2 separate regions of the Mus musculus genome follow, and region 1 is linked to region 2. Evidence: chromatin contacts called from public Hi-C data. All regions are on one chromosome and are shown on one strand. The core of a region is the stretch at or near the end of the contact, and the rest is flanking DNA. Distances in the headings are between cores, read along the strand shown. Region 1 has its middle 56 kb from the start of Il1rl2. Region 2 has its middle 31 kb from the start of Il1r2.

Region 1 (4,784 bases), core at 1,647-4,146, 330 kb before region 2:
GAGATCTGCTGACAACCGTGGGTGTCAATAAGTGCGATTTGATGTTCAGAGTCTCTTCTAGGAAGTTTCCTGTGCAGCCCCTCCCACCGCTCAGGTCTTCAGGAGTTTCCTCTGACCGCTGCTAACGGTATCTTGTGGTGTGTTTTTCTCTTCTCTCTTCAGTTTTTATTTGATTTACTTGTTCAGCAAAGAGAAACACCTTAGTGAGAGACATGCTGTTATAAACCAAAGAAGTGAGAGAAAAAAAGAATCAACTCTTTGTTCAGAAACTATGAGCAAGCAAACTCACCTTTGTGGTGTGTGAATTCACACATGCTGGTGCTGGTAAGGTCAGGGCTTCCTGGCTAGAAGGGAAAGGAGCTGAGTTGACATCAGGCCTGACAGCGAATACTGTAATAGACTCAGGTCTGAGTCGGGAGGGGTGGCCCCGAGTTCCCAGGTTCTGACACCTCTTTATGATGGATTGTGGAGAGACACATAGAAAGAAATGGGACAGGAGACAGATAGGTCACTAAGGAAATGATACAGAGGAAAAGAGAGGTGTGACATATCTCAGCATGTCCTGACTCCAAGGTGGCAAAAAGTCAAGGAGGTCCACTGCGACCTTTTATGGTCACTAGCATAGGACCTGCCTTCACTGGGCTTATATAATGGGGGCTTTCTGATTATGGCCCCTTGATTGAACGAAACCCAGGTATACTAGAGGTAGCCACTCTCCCAGGGATGTACCCCACATATGCAAACCTCTGGACTGTTGTCCTCTGTCATTTCCTTGTCTCCTGTAATCCCAAACCCAGTGATCTGTGCCTCTGGTGTAGAACCATGAAGAGTCTGAGTCTAGGCTGCATTTCCTAGTGAGGCTGCAGATGTTCTGTGCTACATGAAGCATCTGCATCATACCTCCTGTGCCTCCGTTCACACTGGATGGCTCATGGCCATCGACAACCCTTTCAGAGTATCTGGCTCTCTCTCCCTGGCCTCTGCAGGCACTTGCACATGGGTGGTGTATCTAGAGACAAGCAGACACACTTACAGACCCATAAATAAATATTTTAAAAAGTCGCTTCTGTGTTATTTCATATCTTAAATCAACTGCACTTATAGCAACCTAACTTAATGCGACTTTTTTTTTTTTTACAAATATCTTGTTCGAGTGGAAAACCATATACAATGGCTACATAGAAAGATGAATATTGTACCAAAATCTATTCCTGCGTGTATTAAGTCAGAATGAAATTAACTACGGGGTGGGGGTCGGGGGAGCCTCCCAGCCCTATCTCCGGAGACCGAGCTGGGAGGGGCAGTGGACACAGGCACCTAACTCCTATACCATGGCTACCTCAAATCTTCTGACCATTCCCATGTGAAGGGTGGGGGCCCAAAGATAACATCAACGTTGTGCTGCCTCTTGTCCCAGATTTTCAACAGGGCTGAAATGGAAGCTCTAGCTGAGGTAGGTCGATGGCCTTCCATAAGAACAGAGCCCACCCAATGATGGCCACCAGCTTCATAGGCCAACGGCCAATCATAACTCATCTGAGGAGACCGAGGGTTTTCCTTCACCGCTGTTTAATTCGAGAAAGAACATCTCTTCCTCACCCAACCAGGCAAATGAGGAAGAAGGATGCTAAGAGAAATTTTCCTAGAACTGAGTGTCAGGAAGAACGAGGAACTGGGTAACCCTGCCTTGATTCAGCTCATCTGGCCAGTTTCAGACACTGTGCCTCCAAAATAGACAACAATGAGCTACAAAAAAAAAGGGTTGCTGTCTGGTGGCAGACACGGGCATAGGCGATTGCTCATCCCTGAGAGGGGCAGGGTGCTTCCTGGAGGCCTGGAGATGCACATAGGCTGCTGCTCATACCTGGGCGTAAAATCTTCTAGTTTCTGAAAGAGGATGGAAAAGGATCTTGAGCAGACTGGTGTATCTGAGACCACTGCAGGAAGCTGGGTCAGGAACTTCCGGTACGCAGAACCTCGGGGACCGCAGAATGCTGCGCTGATGCAGTTAAAGAGAAAGAACGTCAGGGTTAAGGAGCAAGGCCAGAGACACTGGGGAAGGTAAATAAGAGGGCTCACAGCTGGGTATGAGCCAGCCAAGCTAACTAGTGAAGAGAAAGCACGGGATTCTGAGAAAACAGCAAAGTTGGTTCAGGCTGCCTCCTAGAAAGCCCGTTGCCCTAGCAAACATCTCAGCTCTCCTTGCTGTTACATCTTTACGCATCGAATTTTATCCAGTGAACCTACTTGTAACAGACTGAATGGTGAAAAAAGATTGAACCTAAGAAAACCTCTTTCTGTTCCAAGGGGGATACCACCCCGAGACCACCTCAGAGGTGGGAAAGGGAAGAGAGACAGTTGAATAAAAATTATGAGTCCAGATCCTAGAGGTAGCTGCTTGGCACAACCGCGGTTTGGCGCACTCTCCATTCTGGAAGGTGAATCTCCACTTTCTTGACTGTTCAAAAGAACTCTTGACTACTGGCTCGCTCTACCTGTACCCTAAAAATGTTTCTCTCTGGAGAACACAGTTAGGATCGGAGGTGTTTCCTCTGTAACCATGGGAGGCTTACCCACAGCATGTCAAACTAAGCATAGATACATTTCTCACAGGACCACCTCAGTCAGAGCTCTGGGCAGATTCCAATTTGTCAAAGGGCATGAAGGTGTTACCAAAATCCACGTGATATCCTTGGCAGTGAACCAGAGCCGCAGCTAAGAGTATCTGAGAGACAGGGCTGACACCATGTGCGGTGAGGCTCCACTCTGCATCCTGTAGGTCATGATTTTCACAGTTCAGTAAGACTAATGATTCTTCCACTGCCTCCAGCAATGTGCATAGCCCCTTCCAGTATTATATAAGCTAACCTTCTAGTTCTAAACAGATTCTACTCAGAAGGAAAAGCACGAGGGTGCCCCCTGCAGGACAGAAGAAACAACCCTGTGCAATGTGGAAAGGTTGTGTTTGGAATCCACCAGCTGCACTTTTGCTGGGGTTTTAAAGCGTCGGATTTGGCACTGACATTAAACTTGTACATAACCCCAAACTGAGATGCAAATTTACAACATGGCTGATGCCCACAAGAACTTCGGGGGCAGAGGTCGTGACACTTGTGCTCCACTACCTAATTTTTATCCTTGGCAACGCAGGAGCCCCAGCCCTGGGTAAACCAACAACAACCTGTGCCACAGGTGTCCAGGGACCCCAACATACTCCCTGTGCTCCCTCTCAACCCTATTTCACCAGGTGACATTGTTCTTAACACCAAGGGGGAGACTCACTCAAAAAGGTTTAGCATCCCTGCAAAGGAACACTTTAGCTGAAGCCAACAGCTCGCCGGAAAACACAATGTGGCCCATAGTGCAGATCTTTCCCATGCTCATCGTTCATGGGTTAGGGAGTCAGACCACCACTGGGCCCCTCTACCAAAACCACAGAGGTGCTGCTGGCCCTGACAGAGGGAGGCCACATTTGAATCAGCCAATCGGTGACCGCTGTTGTTTTTGGAGCTCCTGCCTGATCCATTGTACCTACCAGTAAACATCAGATACCATAATTGCTGGTGCCAATTGCTGTAAAAATAATATTAGTGTAGTCGGGCTAATAATTATTACAGTTACAGGCTGAGTCACTAGTCTTTTTTAAAAAGTGTACAACGTGCTCTCAAATAGACAGCATTTTTCCACAGACACAACATTACCTCTGACAGAAAAGCCAGCCTGCCCTCGTGCAATGTGAAATCAGAAAGAACTGAACACGGACACTAAATTACCTGGAGGTTGCGTGTATGAAGCATATCAAATGTAAATAAAAATCGTTATCAGACTTGGTGGGACCCAGCCCCAAGGTATCTCATTATGCATATTTAAGTAGTTCAAGGCCCACCCCCCAAAGATCAGAAGGCTTGAATAGATATGGTCCCAAGTGTCTTACACAAAGACTACCTCATCTGTGACAGCAACATGCGGGACTTCATGGAGGCCTCACTAGCACATTTTCTTACAAGGAATCGTGACTGTGGTATGCTTTAACATAGGCAGTGTGGTTTGCCTGAGGAGGAATCCAGCTCATCTTAGAAGCAGTGACCCACCTGCACAATCCAGACTAAGGGGAAGAAGCACATTCTTAGCCTGAAGTTCGAGAACCTTCTAAAAGTGGTGCCCTGCGAAGGACTCCGTTGCCCTAGGAGAAGCGTCATTCTTAATATCGCCACTAGAGGGTGCCACAGCGCCACGGGGAAATGCCAAATGGAGTCTTTGCTCTACTTTGGCAAATTAAGGCATGATTTTCTCCCTAGTCTCCTGGCTTTTTCTTTCTCAGGGCTCTTTGCCCACAAACTGCTTTCTTTTCTTCTTGATGTCATCCTTTTACAGGGGCAGGAAATTATGGTCACTGTAAACGAAGTTATCAGGTAACTAAAAGGTTAACAAATAACAAAAGTAGATGTGGTTCATTAAAGCAAAGTTTCTAAAACAAAATAAACAGAGGTCTCAGATCCTATGTTTTTAGGTCTTGCATTTGTATGGATATACTGAGTTCAAAATAAAATGTGTATTTCCCCCATGCATTTTGTACCAGCTTACAAACTGCTCTTTTCCATGGTCCTCATGGGTGGTTGATGCTGGTGTGTTGGCTCAAACTCGGAGTCTAGCCTCTGCACACCATCTTGCTTGTGGGATTAGTTAAGAGAGAATGCAAGTACTGCCCATGGCCAGAAGTAGCCGTACAACTTTTGAAGAATCACCCCAATTCCTAAGCGGCTTCATTTTTATTTTCTTCAGAA
Region 2 (4,364 bases), core at 722-3,221:
AAATAAAAGTCTTGACTCAAGAACGCTGCAAAGAAAAAACACCCATGATGACAGAGAGGCCCTTGCCTCAGACTGCAGGGCCCAATGGAGACTGTGTAGCTGTGGTTAAGATAGGAATCATGCACAAACAGTCCCGCACTATGAACATATGTGCCTTGGCTTACCATTGGATTGCCATAAAGCCCATTGTATGGCAAGTTGGAAAAGTTATAAGTCTATGTGATTAAGGCACCCTATGGATTAAAATGCACCAATCCGACACAGGGTTAGGACCGCTCATGGAGGCAGATAGGAGAAGTTTGCGCACACTCCACATCGCTGCCAGGCTGGGCGTCAGGCTGTGAGAAGCAACAGGGGTGGGGAAGCGCAGTCTGAGATGCCCAAGGAACTACCAAAGTTGGCTCAGACTCTTGGGCACCACATACGTCTCTGGGTGCCACGGAAGAGCGGGTTCTGGAGTCCCCGGGGCCGCATGGAGGGATGGCAGGTTCTCACTCTCGGACACCGCAGACATCTCTGGATGTAGCGGAAGAGCTGAGAATGAGCAGGGGGAGCCACAGGCTGACTCTAGCCCGGGGTCGAAGGAAAAAGGGCAGAAGGAGAGCTCCCGGCTGGTTCTCTCGGGGATGAGAGTCCTTGGTTTGTTCAGGCAGGAGGCTTGGCTTGGTGGAGACCATGTCTGGGAGCACAGGGAGGCCTCCCACAGGAGATTAGATGCGCGTCTCTTTAAGAGGAAGACCTGCTCCACTGCTCCAGCACAGCAGGTTTCGGTGAGAAGAGGAAGTCCATGGCTTTAAGGCCTTTATTGTAGAAAGGCAGAGAGAGGGAGAGAGTAGAGAAGTAGGGGTCGGTCATGGCCATGTAGAGAGAGGGAAGAAGGAAATGCCGGGGTGGGGGGGTAGCAAGAGGGCAAGAGAGAAAGGCAAGAGTAGAGAGTAAGAGTAAGAGTAAGAGAGGGAGGAGGGGGGCAAACAGCCCCTTTTATAGTGGGCCATGCCTACCTGGCTATTGCCAGGTGACTGTGGGGGTGGAGTTCAGACAGAATACAGGGGTACATGATTGATGGCCACAGAATTATGGAGCTGGGCCTTGTATCAGGAGCCTGGTGTCTGAGACCGTGGCAGACTTCCTTCCGTTCCTTGCGGAGTTATCTACTGGGTCTCCAGGATTTTAACCTAGCTCAACCAGAAAACAGGCTGCCTTTCACGGTCCTACAGTACCCAGCATCCTGATCCCCACAGGGTAGCAACTCAGCTAGCTCAGGTTCTCTCCTATTCACTCTGGAGTCTACAGCGCTGGCTTGGAGTTGAAGCTCACTGCTCGTATTCAGCATCATGAGAGAGGCTGTGAAGTAAGCTTGGGATATAACCAACCAGGGTCACAAAATGAAGCTCTCCGGAAGGCAAATGGATCCCATAAGTTATGGACTACAGAGAAAAGATCAAAGTTTCTGTCCAGTGAATAACATTTTCAACCCACAATAAAGTTGACAGTTGTGGGTTGATTTCATCAGAAGTCAGGGACCATCTGTACCACTCTGCTTCACAATGGCACCCTGGTGAGAGGACGGGGCTTGAGGTTCCACGTGGAGGGTTGTAAAGGCTCTAGTGTGATGGTTAACCTGGTGTCCAGCGGTGGGAATGGCCATGACACACCAATCAGCTGCTTTAACACTATCTCTGGCAGTGTCCAGAGGGAGCTTCCTAGAGATCAGCCTTTGGGAGGCTGAGAAAAGATCCTAGTGTGGCTGTACATACACAAACCTGCAGAATGGACTGACTGGGATGGGTGACAAACCCTGCTGGTTGCTGGGTTGGTGCATGGAGCTCTCTGGTTCTCAGGCCTTTAGACTTGGGCTGGAATCTATACCATGAGCCTTTTAACTTGGGGGGGGGGAGCATATCCTACACCAGCAGGAGTTTCTGGGTCTAAAGCTTGCAAACAGGATGTCATGGATGGCTCAGCTTCTATAAAAATGAGTCAGCTCTTCATCATAAATCTTTCTTTATACAGATATGAATGTAGACTTGAGAGATGCAGTAGAGAAGAGAGGGGGAGGAGAGAGATTCTCGTAGATCTGTCTCTGCTGAGAAGTTCAACCAGCTTGTCCATGATCTATTTTCTCTCAGACTCTGTCTGGCATTACCAGGAAACTCAAGTGCACAAATGTCACCTAGTCCACCCAATAAGCAGCTCTCTCCACTCTGGCCGGCCCTACCTTCATCTTCAAATAAATATACCCATCAGACCAAGAGGCTCATGGGAAGTGAAGTGTGAAGTCCATACTCAGAGGACAGACCTAGGGAAGATTACAGGCCTAGGAGAAGAGTAGAGGTGGCATGACCCAAAGTTTGGGGTGCTGGTGCTGGGTTGCAGCCTAGAAAGAAGGATACGGGACATGGCTGGCCTGACTTCTTCACCTGAAGATTCCTTGCCTTGTGAGGAGGCTCTTGGGAGCAAAGGGTGGCAGGTCTAGGGAGAGCCTCCTCTTGCCACAGTCTGAGGCTGACACTGAAGGCTGCAATAGGCCTGGAAAAGCTGAGCAGCAGAAGAAAGCAACAGAGCATAGGTTTATTCTCTCTTAGCTCTTGACCATGGATGTGATATGACTAACTGCTTAAGTTCCGGCCTTGACTTCTCCAAAACGATGGACTGTAACCTAGAATGGTAAGTAAAATAAATCCTTGCTCTGCTCAGTTGTTTTTGTCAGGATATGAATCATAGCAACACAATTATACTCTGAAAATCTTCTGCCAAGTGAAAGAAGCCAGACATGCAGAGGCCCCTAGTGGGACAAGAATTAAAAATCCACGAGCTGTCTGTATTTGGCAAATCTACAGGGACATCAAGTAAATTAGTAGTTGGGTAGAGCCGAAGGTTTGAAATAAGCAAAGAGTGAAGAACAGGGAATTCTAAAATATGTACACATTGTGGGCAGCCACCCTACTGAACGACTTAACATATGAATCACCTCATGTTACTTGCCTGTGGCTCCTGGTGAGAACACTTGAGAACACTTCATTTTCTCTCTGTTTTCAAAGACACCATACATTGTTGTTAGCCATGGTCACTTTGTATACAGAAGACATATCATTCCTTCTAACTAGAGGAATACCCTAACTGAAGTTGATGCTTTTAAGATTGTAGCAACACCTCTCCATGTGATTACCCCAGTCCCAGTAGCCATAGCTCTCTTCTACTTTAACATTTGTACTGTACGCCAGGCGGTGGTGGCACATGCCTTTAATCCCAGCACTTGGGAAGCAGAGGCCAGCCTGGTCTACATAGTGAAGTCCAGGACAGCCAAGGCTACACAGAGAAACCCTGTCTCAAAAAACATTTGTACTGTATTACTTGGTAGGGGTGTATGTGTGTGGGGGTGTGTATGTATGTGCCCATGACACCCATTCAGAGGCCAGAGGAAGATACTGAGTATCTTCCACTGTCACCTGGTCACCTGCCTCCTTGTCCTCCTGTACACTGGTTACTTTTCTATTGATGTGATGGAACCCTGTAACCAAGGCAACTAGGAGAAGGGTTTATGATCCCAAAGGGATAAAGAGGTCACTGCGGGCTAAGTGTGACAGGCGGTGGCGGAAACAGGAAACTCGAAGCTCACGTCCACAAATACAAGCACAAAGCAGAGAGGGCACATTGGAAATGGCTCAAGGCTTTAACCTCCTAACCTTGGAGCCCTCTCCAGCAGTGACAACCTTCCTCCAGCAAGGCCACGCCTCTTTAACCTCAGCAAATAGCACCTACTACTGCCAATCAAGTGTTCAAAGGCCTGAGATGATGGAGATCATTCTCATTCGAACCACTGTACCTAGAGAGGTTTCTCACTTGCCTTACCTCAAGCTCCCGGGAGCCAGATGTCTCTGCCCTTCCCCAGCCCCCTTGCTGGGGTGTCCCCACACCCAGCTTTCATGTGGGAGCTGGAGATTCAAACCCCAGTCTTTATACTTGCATAGAGCACTTTTACCCACCCACGGAGCCATATCCCTGGCCCCTCTACTTTGCTCCTACCAGTTTATGTGACGTTGTTTGCACCTGGCTTATTTTATTTAACAGAACATCTTCCAGGTCTAACCATACCGTCACAAATATATTCGCTACCGTTCATTCACAGATGGATATTTGTTGATTTCATGCTTTGGTATGTTTTTCAACAGTCATTGCCATATTGATTTCCAAAAAAGGGCAACATATACTATCCATAATTCCAATAGTATAGGAGGACTTTCCCAAAATTCCTCTCAATAAAAGGGTATCTTCATCTTAATTTTTATAAGTTGAATATTCTAATTTGCAGCTCCGTAACTGTGAATGGTTTTTTTTTATAGTTGTCTATATCTTTGCAGACT

The links. Hi-C and Micro-C count contacts between places; a contact is called where the count stands out from the background.
Region 1: a Hi-C map of Th1 cells shows a contact between it and region 2, with 2.6 times the contacts expected there. The contact joins two enhancer-like sites. A contact is called at or near these places in 2 of 15 datasets of contacts at CTCF or cohesin (embryonic stem cells and stem cell-derived epiblast-like cells), 2 of 484 Hi-C or Micro-C datasets (Th1 cells and bone marrow-derived macrophages), 2 of 115 datasets of contacts at active chromatin or transcription factors (CD8 T cells and Th17 cells) and 1 of 9 other capture datasets (embryonic stem cells).

What each region holds. Positions count from the first base shown.
Region 1 is chr1:40,378,388-40,383,171 of GRCm38.p6, reverse strand. No RefSeq gene overlaps it. Among named protein-coding and RNA genes, the nearest start is that of Il1rl2, 56 kb to the right of the region's middle. Within about 2 kb of position 2,896, at least 37 of the 459 cell types and tissues checked have an H3K27ac peak or open chromatin away from gene starts, as enhancers often do. A contact at or near this core is called in CD8 T cells, Th1 cells and Th17 cells, where this site is marked.
Region 2 is chr1:40,051,673-40,056,036 of GRCm38.p6, reverse strand. No RefSeq gene overlaps it. Among named protein-coding and RNA genes, the nearest start is that of Il1r2, 31 kb to the left of the region's middle. Within about 2 kb of position 1,971, at least 22 of the 459 cell types and tissues checked have an H3K27ac peak or open chromatin away from gene starts, as enhancers often do. A contact at or near this core is called in CD8 T cells, Th1 cells and Th17 cells, where this site is marked.